Regions from separate parts of the Mus musculus genome. Here region 2 is linked to region 1. Evidence: chromatin contacts called from public promoter capture Hi-C data. All regions are on one chromosome and are shown on one strand. The core of a region is the stretch at or near the end of the contact, and the rest is flanking DNA. Distances in the headings are between cores, read along the strand shown. Region 1 holds the start of Tmod4 (tropomodulin 4). Region 2 holds the start of Ecm1 (extracellular matrix protein 1).

Region 1 (4,434 bases), core at 1,427-3,926:
CCTTGACTCTGCCTGGCGGGCAGACTTTTACTCTACTTGAGAAGCAGACAAATGGCTCTGACACTTCCTGTTGTTTTGTTTTGAGTTGGTCTTACTCTGTAGCTCTGGCTGGCCTGGAACTCCTTATATAGCCCAGGCTAGTATTCATGATCTACCCGCCTCTTTCTCCTTAGTATTGGGGTCACAAATGTGAAGCATCATGCCCAACTTTTTATTTTATTTTATTATTTGTTTGTTTGCTTATTTATTTATTTTATTTTAATGTATATCAGTGTTTTGCCTGCTTTGTCTGGCCTGGTACCCATTGAAGCCAGAAGAGGGTGACATATTCCGTGTAACTGAAGTTACAGACGGTTGTGAGCCACTGTTTGAGTGCTAGGCCTCAAACCTCTATCCTGGGAGAGTAGCCCAGCTCTTAACTGCTGAGCCATCTTTCCAGCCCCATGGCCTGGTAAATACTGAGGTCACAGCCAGCAAACCTAGCCTACCACCTTCCTTTGTCTGTCTCCGCAGCATTTTGTGACTTTTCTCTTGCCCTCAGCCTTGATCCTGCTCCTACAGCCTCTGCACTGGCTCCACATGCTGGGACCGGGACTGGAGCTGCCGCTGCCACCCCTCCTGCTCACTGCTCTCGCACCTTCATCACGTTCAGTGATGATGCAACGTTTGAAGAGTGGTTCCCCCAGGGGCGACCCCCGAAGGTCCCGGTGCGGGAGGTCTGCCCAGTGACCCACCGTCCAGCTTTGTACCGGGACCCTGTTACAGACATACCCTATGCCACTGCTAGAGCCTTCAAGATCATCCGTGAGGCGTACAAGAAGTACATCACTGCCCACGGACTTCCACCCACCGCCTCGGCGCTGGGCCCCGGGCCCCCACCCCCCGAGCCACTACCTGGCTCTGGGCCTCGAGCCTTGCGTCAGAAGATTGTCATCAAATAGAGACACCTGACCCCTAGACAGTCCCTCTCCTGACCTGGCTCTCCACTCCGCCCTCCCTTCTGCCAACCTTCGCCCTTGTTTCCCTCAGTTCCTCCCTAGTTCATTTCATTTACTTGTGCTCTTCATTTTTTTAATCTAATAAAATGGTAAAATCCTTTTTGTCTGATGTGTAAGGTTGGGGCAGAGGCAGGGGGATTTCTGAGTTCGAGGCCAACCTGGTCTACAGAGTGAGTTCCAGGACAGCCAGGGCTAAACAGACAAATCCTGTCTTGGAAAAAAAAAAAAACAAATAAATAAATAAATAAACCACAAGTTCTTGCTAATTTATCCAGACTAATTTCAGACTCCTGGGCTCAAGCAAGCCTCCCATGTCAACCTTCCAAGCGCTGGGCCTAGAGGGGTAAATCACTGTTCCTGCTCTGTCCTTTTAAGTAGCATGTATTTACTAAGTAGTGGGTGTCATAAAGATGCCTGCACTCATGTCTATCATTTTTATTACACTTACCTGGGTTATCCATATTTAACTCTCTTAGTCTGTCTTAGTCAGGGTTCCTATTCCTGCACAAACATCATGACCAATAAGCAAGTTGAGGAGGAAAAGGTTTATTCAGCTTATACTTTCCACATTGCTGTTAATCACCAAAGGAAGTCAAGCAGGTCAGGGAGCAGGAGCTGATGCAGAGGCCATGGAGGGATGTTACTGGCTTGCTCAGTTTGCTCTCTTACAGAACCCAAGACTACCAGCCCAGAGATGGTCCCACCCACAAGGGGCCTTTCCCCCTTGTTCACTAATTGAGAAAATGCCTTACAGCTGGATCTCATGGAGGCATTTCTTCAACTGAAGCTCCTTTCTCCATGATAACTCCAGCCTGTGTCAAATTGACACATAAAACCAGCCAGTACATAGTCTCTTAAATACCAGAACAAAATCCTTACACTGAGTGTGTGTGTCTCTGTATGTGTCTATGTATACAACCACGTGTCGGGTGGTGCACCTATGCAGAGGCCAGGCAGGGTCATCTGTAATTCCACCTATCCTTTGAGACAGGCTCTCTTTCTGAACCTGGGCTCCTGTTCTCTAGGCTATCAGGAGCCAGCAAGCCCCCAATGTTCCTGTGTCTGCCACCCTGTTATGCTGTTATGTAGGTGCGGGGACCTCACAATTGTGCAGCAGTCTTAACCACCTGAGACCTCTCTCTCTCTCGTTTTTTCAGGACATGGTTTCTCTAGCCCTGGCTGTCCTGGAACTTGTTCTGTAGACCAGGTTGGACCTTGAACTCAGAAATCTGCCTGTCTCTGCCTCCCAAGTGCTACGATTAAAGGCATGTGCCCCCTCTCCCTTTTAAAAAAGTTAAAAAGGAAAAAAAAATTACTACAAGGCTTTGAGCTCACCATGAAGTTCATGCTGCTCTCCGTCTTGTAGCAGTCCTATCTTAGTGTCCCCTGTCAAGGGAATTCAGGTGTGAGGCACAATGGCTGTTACATTGATACATCATCTTCTATTCAGTGCTTTGAGCAGAACTGGTACCCTACCGTAGGAGTCATCTGATTCTCCACTGGAGGACTCTGCTTGCAGGGAAAGAGGACATGTCATGGCTGATACTGGCCACTAGAGGCTCTCAGGGCTGGGCAAGGTATGGGGTCTGTGTATATGTGATCTCCCACCACTCCCCACCTGGCCAGAGCTAAAATAATAAAATGCTGAGCTCACTGTTCCCCCACGCTCTCCCCCGGCACCAGACTCCTCCTGCTGACCGGACAGTGTCCCAGTAGAACAGACGGACCAACTGACAAGGGGAGGTGAGAGGTGACCATTGGGACTGGTAGGTGGGAACAAGGGGTCTTACGGGTGAGAGCCTGGTGGGAGATGGCAGAGTGGGCCTAGGGGAAGAGAGTTGGCATGTCTCTGCTGTGTCCTGCCGCCGATGTTTCTGTCTTGACTCTGTAGCTGCCTTGTCAGTGCCTCACGCTCAGTATCACCTTCCATGTTGAGTGTGGTATGTATTTAGAGCTTGACTGTTTTTCCCACTGAAAGGTGGTGCAAGTTTATCATCCCACCTCCTCATTTAGAAGACTTTTTTTTCTTCTTCTTCTTCTTTTACCCAGGGTTCCAGTGTCACCTTTCTGGTGACAGATTATGGGAACCGAATGCCTTCTGAGGCCACACTGCCCTTCCCCCAATCTGGAAGTGCCCCAGCTTCTAAGCCTTACTTTCCCTTCTGATTTAGACTTTTAGCAAACACAGAAAGTGAGGTCTTGGTCCTTGACAATGAAGGAGGGAGTGAGGGTGTCATTAGAGGCAACCACTCTAACCCAGTCAAGCCTCCTTGCTTACCAGTTTCCAACAGGCCTGGGTAATGGGGAAGAAAGGAGGAATTTTCCTGGAGCTCTCTGCCTCCCCCTCCCACCTTTCAATAGGAACTGGGCGTGGAGCCAGCTGTGCTGGCAGGGCCTCCAGCAGCTGTGTCAGGGCAAGAGACGTTGCCGGGTAAGGTTGTAGGGGAGGGTGCTACCAGGATTTCTCCATCGCACGGTGGGTGGATAGACCCAGCCTGGAGACTAGAATCCCCATCTAGAATGGCTAGAAAGTGCAGGGACTAGGAGGGAAACTAACAGTGAACTATCTGATTTTCCCATCCCTGGCAGACTCTAGTCTCTAAGGTCAGTGTCCTAACTATGGCTGGACTTCTTGTGCCCTCAGTGTCCACATCCAACAACTTTTCTCATGTCCCCCAGGCTGTGAGTGTCACACCGTGGGGAAGGGGTAGGGGCCACCATGTCATCCTATCAGAAGGAACTGGAGAAATACAGAGACATCGACGAAGATGAGATCCTAAGGACCCTGAGCCCTGAAGAGCTAGAACAGCTGGACTGTGAGCTACAAGAAATGGATCCTGAGGTAGGAGCACAGGCCAGGGCATCCCTTTGTATGTGGGAAGGAGTGATTCTAGGTAGCTGAGAACAAGACATGAAATCCCAAAAGGACCAGGGAATATCTGTCTGGAGAGTGCTTAATTTGTTCCCCAAAATTCATCCCTAAGAACATGCTCTTGCCAGCTGGCCTGAGACAACGTGACCAGACAAAGAAGAGTCCAACAGGGCCACTGGACAGAGATGCCCTATTGCAGTACCTGGAGCAACAGGCGCTAGAAGTCAAAGAGCGTGATGACTTGGTGCCCTACACTGGCGAGAAGAAGGGTATGGGCACCCTAACATCTATGCCTCCCAGGAGCCAAATGGCTGTCTCTTGTGCCTCCCTGCTAGCTATTCTCCCTGTCTCCAGTAGCGATCTGTCAGAGACTCAGTCTTGATGACTACATGCTAATTTGTTCTCTTCAGTTTTTTGATTTTTGAGATAGGATCTCCTTGTGCAGCCCGGGTTGGCCCTGAACTAGCAGTCCTACTACTCTAGCTTGCCAAATGCTGAGATCACAGACATCTGCCAGCACACCAGCCTGTCCTCTTCAATCCTTAGGAGGGAATGAGAGGACCA
Region 2 (4,434 bases), core at 1,195-3,694, 620 kb after region 1:
GCTAGTTCCCATGCACGATGGAACACAATAGAGAGGCCAGAAAAAAACACGACTGCTATTTTACACCATTGACAGAGCTGTTGGACAGGCATTGTTTCCAACCGTTCTTCTCTTCTCTTCCTTCTTTAAAACTGGGCCTCATGTACTCATATGTCCCAGGCTGGCCTTGAACTCAGTAACGCTGACCCTGGCTGTCTGGGAACTTGCTCTATATACCAAGCAGGCTATATACCCCTCAGAGCTCTGCCTGCCTCTGCCTCCTGAGTGCTGGAATTAAAGTCACTGCCCAGCCTAAGAACAACCTTTGAAGGTCTGATGTTCATGTCAGTGCCACTACATCCAGTTGATGGAGTGCGGGAGAAAGCCAGCCTGGACTGTGTCAGACAAGCATTCCACCGACTGTACAGATAGAGACTGAGCAGCTCAGGAGAGTAAGTCCCATGTGCCCCTCCTCCCCAAGCCCATGGGCTCCGCAGGAAAGCTGTGCAGGAAAGAGGCAGTCACTCACTTTCCTTCTGTTCAATATGGACTTGGGGAGGGGGCTGCTCTTTCTGCAGGGGGATGGCTTCTTGAGGGACAGCAGGACCAGCTGCAAGATGGGGGAGGGCACAAGGGAGGGAGGTCAGGCTAGTGTCAGCATCACAGTGGGGTGGGCGGGGGTTGGGGGGCAGGGAAGCACTCACCTTTATCTACATTAGGGTTTAGGAAAGTGGGCCAGTCTTCCTCGTACACAGGGATGTCTTCTGGAGAGGAAGGGGGCTGCACTACAGAACAGGCAGTTGTGAGGCAGACAGTGGGGTGGGGGGGTCCCTCCCTTCCTGAGGAGCAGGAAGTACACTAGATTAGAGGTCTCAACGGGAACTGAGAGGGCTTTGGGGCAGCCTCACCTTCTCTTTGTTCCTCAAAGAGGGGAGGGTCATGCAGAGAAGTTACAGAGTGGTCAACTCGGAGTCTCCGGGTTTGTGGTGGGGAAGGGGGTGCTGCATAACCTACTAGAGGCAAGAGGGGAGACACTCAGAGCCTCCCAATTGCATGCTTGTTCCCCACAAATTCTACAGCCATGCTGTCCTGAGCACCCGTCTTCATCCGATCTGGTTAGTTCTGAGGCTCTCACCTTCATGGAGGTGCTGGAAGAGGCGCTCTGGCGTCATCTCTCGCTGGTCTGAAGCCTTGAAGGCTAGAGGAAGGAAAGACAAAAGTCAGGCAGTTTTGAGGCGTCCTTTCCTGGTCCTGGACAGAGGATGGGGAGGCTGTGGAGGCCGAGACTGTGGAAAGCCCGCTGTGGGGGAGCCACCTGTCACACACCTCCCCTCTGAGTGGCTGGGTTCTGAGTTGGGGTCTAAAAGAATGTGGCTGGGAATGGAGGTCTGATTTCCTGTCAGTATCTCCCTTGGATGGGGCTTGTGGCTGCCGTCCCCTCCAATGCGCTGATGTTCCAGGATCCACCTCTCTTCAAACTTCTTCCTATAGGCCTTTAAAAATACTTTTGGCCTTTGGGTGGGACGGTTAGCCAAATGTTTAAGTGCCTTCCCCTTCAATCTCAGCTTATTTTAGGTTTCTTAAACAAGAAAAATATTATTTGTGTATGTGTGGAGGGGGCCAGTGTGTCACCGTGGTGATGTGTATAGGTCAGAGGACAACTTGTGGGAGTCATTTCTCCCCTTCCATGTGGGTTACTGGGACGGAATACAGGTCACCAGGCTGGCAAAGCACCTTCACATCTGGAGCTGAACCGAAGGCACAAACCTAGGAACCAGGACAGCAGCGAGGTGGAGCTGTCTCAGACACGGCTATCTATAGAAGGATCTAAGTCTCTGTCCTGTCCAGAGTTGGTATTTCCTTTTGTTCAGACTTCAAAGCAGTGCGTGTGTGTAATAGGGGGTGAATGTGGGTGAACTCTAACTCGTCCTCTGACCAGAGTGAGCCAGTCTAGGCTCCCTGGCTCGGTAGGCTGAGTTTTAGCAGCCCGAGGGCTTCTTTTCCTCCTCACCTGCCTCCTCGTCCCTCCTCACGTGTTCTGACAGGAGGATCCTCACCCTGTAAACTCACCTGTCTTGTGTCTATTTGACTCTAATTTTTGTGTTTCTTAGCAACTACCTCTAGCTATTCTGCTCCTGTTCCAGCCTCCATGGTTAAAGGTTCAGCCCCACTTCACAGTGACATGTTCATATAAAGGAAGCCAATCACCCAACTGCTGAGCTCTTTGGAGCCAGACTCTTAAGCAACTGCTGACCCCACCCCGACTCACCTCCCTCAGAGGCAGCAGAAGCAAGAGCCAAGCAGGCCAAGATCAAGGCTGCTCTGGATACGGTCCCCATCCTGGGGCAAGAACTGGTCACTGGTCACCCAGAAGCTGGTTGTCACAGGCAGATCTAGACTTGAAGGGGTTGGGCCACTTGCTGCAAGCCTGCTCCCCTGGCTGTTGCTACTGCCGTTGTGAACTTCAAGGCCTGCTGTCTGTCTCTCTTTATATGCTATCTCCCGCCCCCCTGTTTCCTGCCATGACTCAGTCCCTGCTGCTCCTCCTCTTACAGCCACTCCTCCCAGACTCCTGGAGCCTCCTTAGCCTGGGAAGAATGGAGGTGATGGAAGGGAGCACTCCTGGATCCCCTCCAAACTGATGCAGAGGATCATGGAGCAAGTTGTCATCTGGACCCTTAATTTGTGCCTCAGTTTCCCATCTGCATACTGTCCTTTATAAAGAATGGATCTGACACTCTCCTGAGTGGGAGTGGGAGGAGAATGGCTGCCTGAGGCAGTGCCCTTGCTGGTCAGAGGCCTCAGTATCCCTTTGCCTCAGGTCTGGGAAAGAGGGAGTAAAGCATTCGGACTCAGATGAAGGCACAGCCTTGGCTTCAAGTATATTTTTATTCTCCTTCTATCCAGTCAGTACAGCATTCCTTTCTGTGGGGAGCCCCCACACCATGTCTATTTTCAGAGAGCAGTTCTGAGGCCTCGGGGACATGCGGGGCTGCCAGCTGGGTTACTGTCCCGTGGAAAGGGACGGACGGCTCTCATGAGTCTGTACATCACCAATGGACATGACTCAGAACACTTCTTCTGCATTGGGGACCCTGGCGTTCTGTAACTCCAGCAGTCTCTGCACGGACTCGGCCAGGTCTCGCTCCCCGAGCTGCCGGTTATCTCGCGTGCGTACGTTCACTGTCCTTTGACTCTGCTCTCTCTGGCCAACCACTGCAGGAAGAGGAAAGATTTGCAAACCCAAGCAAAAGTCACCCTATGGGTTGTTTCCTTTTGCTTTGCAGAAACTTCAAACTCCTGAATCTTTAGGAAAGGTAGGAGCAGAGCCTAGCCGTGGCTGAAGCCCATGCTTAGCTCGCCTGCCCTGCTGCTGACTGTCCACTCTGATGAGATAAGGAAGTGGGCCGGGCTTTACTCCCCTCTCCCTGCAGGTCAGGAGCCCAGGGCTGGGAGATACAGAGTCAGTTAGACAGAGACAAACATGGAGAGCTACACAAAAAGAAAAACTGTATGTGTGTGACCTGGGGGGAGGGGTACGGTACAGGAAGGGGAAACAGCAGGGCGGGGCTTGCTCTCAGTGCTGCCAAGGCAACGGGCATGCGTGATGCCCCAGTCAGGCGGTCTGGCTAGGAGTTTCTGCTTCTTGCTTCCAGAGGCCCAAGAGTCAGGAGCAACTTCCTTCCCTAAGACCTTTCTTGTCCCCTAGAGCTGCCTCCACCCACACAACAATAAACAAGGCAATTAATTAATGCCTTTATTGGTTTTGGTGCTGGGACCTAACTCATTGGAGGCCAGTGCTCCACCACAGAGCACTACAGCTTCTGGTTCACTGATAATCTTGCTACATACAGCCCACAGTGGCCTCACATGTTTGCCCTCCCTCCTGTACCTGCCAAATCCTGGGATTACAGGTGTGCCTACCATGCCTGGCTTCAACTGATGCCTTCTTAATCCTCTCCTGTCCCTTCCTCTTTGATGCTGGCCTGGTTAATTAACTTACAGAAACAGCCTAGGGTAGGGTTAATGAGAAGACAACTGTTCTGAGGGATGGAATAGGTTGTGGGAAGGAGCAATGGAAGGCAGGCAGATTAGTCAGGCTCCTACCCAGCCCAGGTAATGAGTCCCAATTAATTCAATGTACACAGAGCTAAACAATAGAGTTAGTACAGAGAATGCAGAGCTTGGGGCTCTGAGGTCTACGACTAACCCTCTTACCAAACTGAAAGTTGTAGTGGGCAAGCTGGGCCCGGCGGACTCTCCGGCTGAGGGTCAGTCCAGAGTCTGCATCGAGATCACTCACAAGTCCTGCAGCCTGCAGGCACTGTTGCACCTGGGATACAGATTTGGTGATGAGTAAATCTGAATGGAAGCTGAGCTATGATGGTTGGTTACTATTCTTCCTCGGATACTTGTCTCACATCCCCACTTCCTCCAATGCTCTCAGGAGCTGGC

The links. Promoter capture Hi-C pulls out the DNA fragments that hold promoters and counts their contacts.
Region 2: a contact with region 1 is called in a promoter capture Hi-C map of hippocampal neurons, with 5 times the contacts expected there. The contact joins the promoter of Ecm1 here to the promoter of Tmod4 in region 1. A contact is called at or near these places in 2 of 39 promoter capture datasets (hippocampal neurons and liver), 1 of 115 datasets of contacts at active chromatin or transcription factors (pancreatic cancer cells) and 1 of 9 other capture datasets (pancreatic islet).

The regions. Positions count from the first base shown.
Region 1 is chr3:95,121,838-95,126,271 of GRCm38.p6, forward strand. Tmod4 (tropomodulin 4) reads left to right here and starts at 2,677. Exons shown (of 10, transcript NM_016712.4): 1 at 2,677-2,741; 2 at 3,678-3,840; 3 at 3,983-4,139. The coding sequence starts at 3,718. Vps72 (vacuolar protein sorting 72) reads left to right here. Exons shown (of 6, transcript NM_009336.2): 6 at 542-1,214. The coding sequence ends at 941.
Region 2 is chr3:95,737,125-95,741,558 of GRCm38.p6, forward strand. Ecm1 (extracellular matrix protein 1) reads right to left here and starts at 2,445. Exons shown (of 11, transcript NM_007899.3): 1 at 2,249-2,445; 2 at 1,115-1,177; 3 at 888-992; 4 at 684-764; 5 at 509-589. The coding sequence starts at 2,318. Tars2 (threonyl-tRNA synthetase 2, mitochondrial (putative)) reads right to left here. Exons shown (of 18, transcript NM_027931.3): 17 at 4,198-4,312; 18 at 2,850-3,195. The coding sequence ends at 3,047.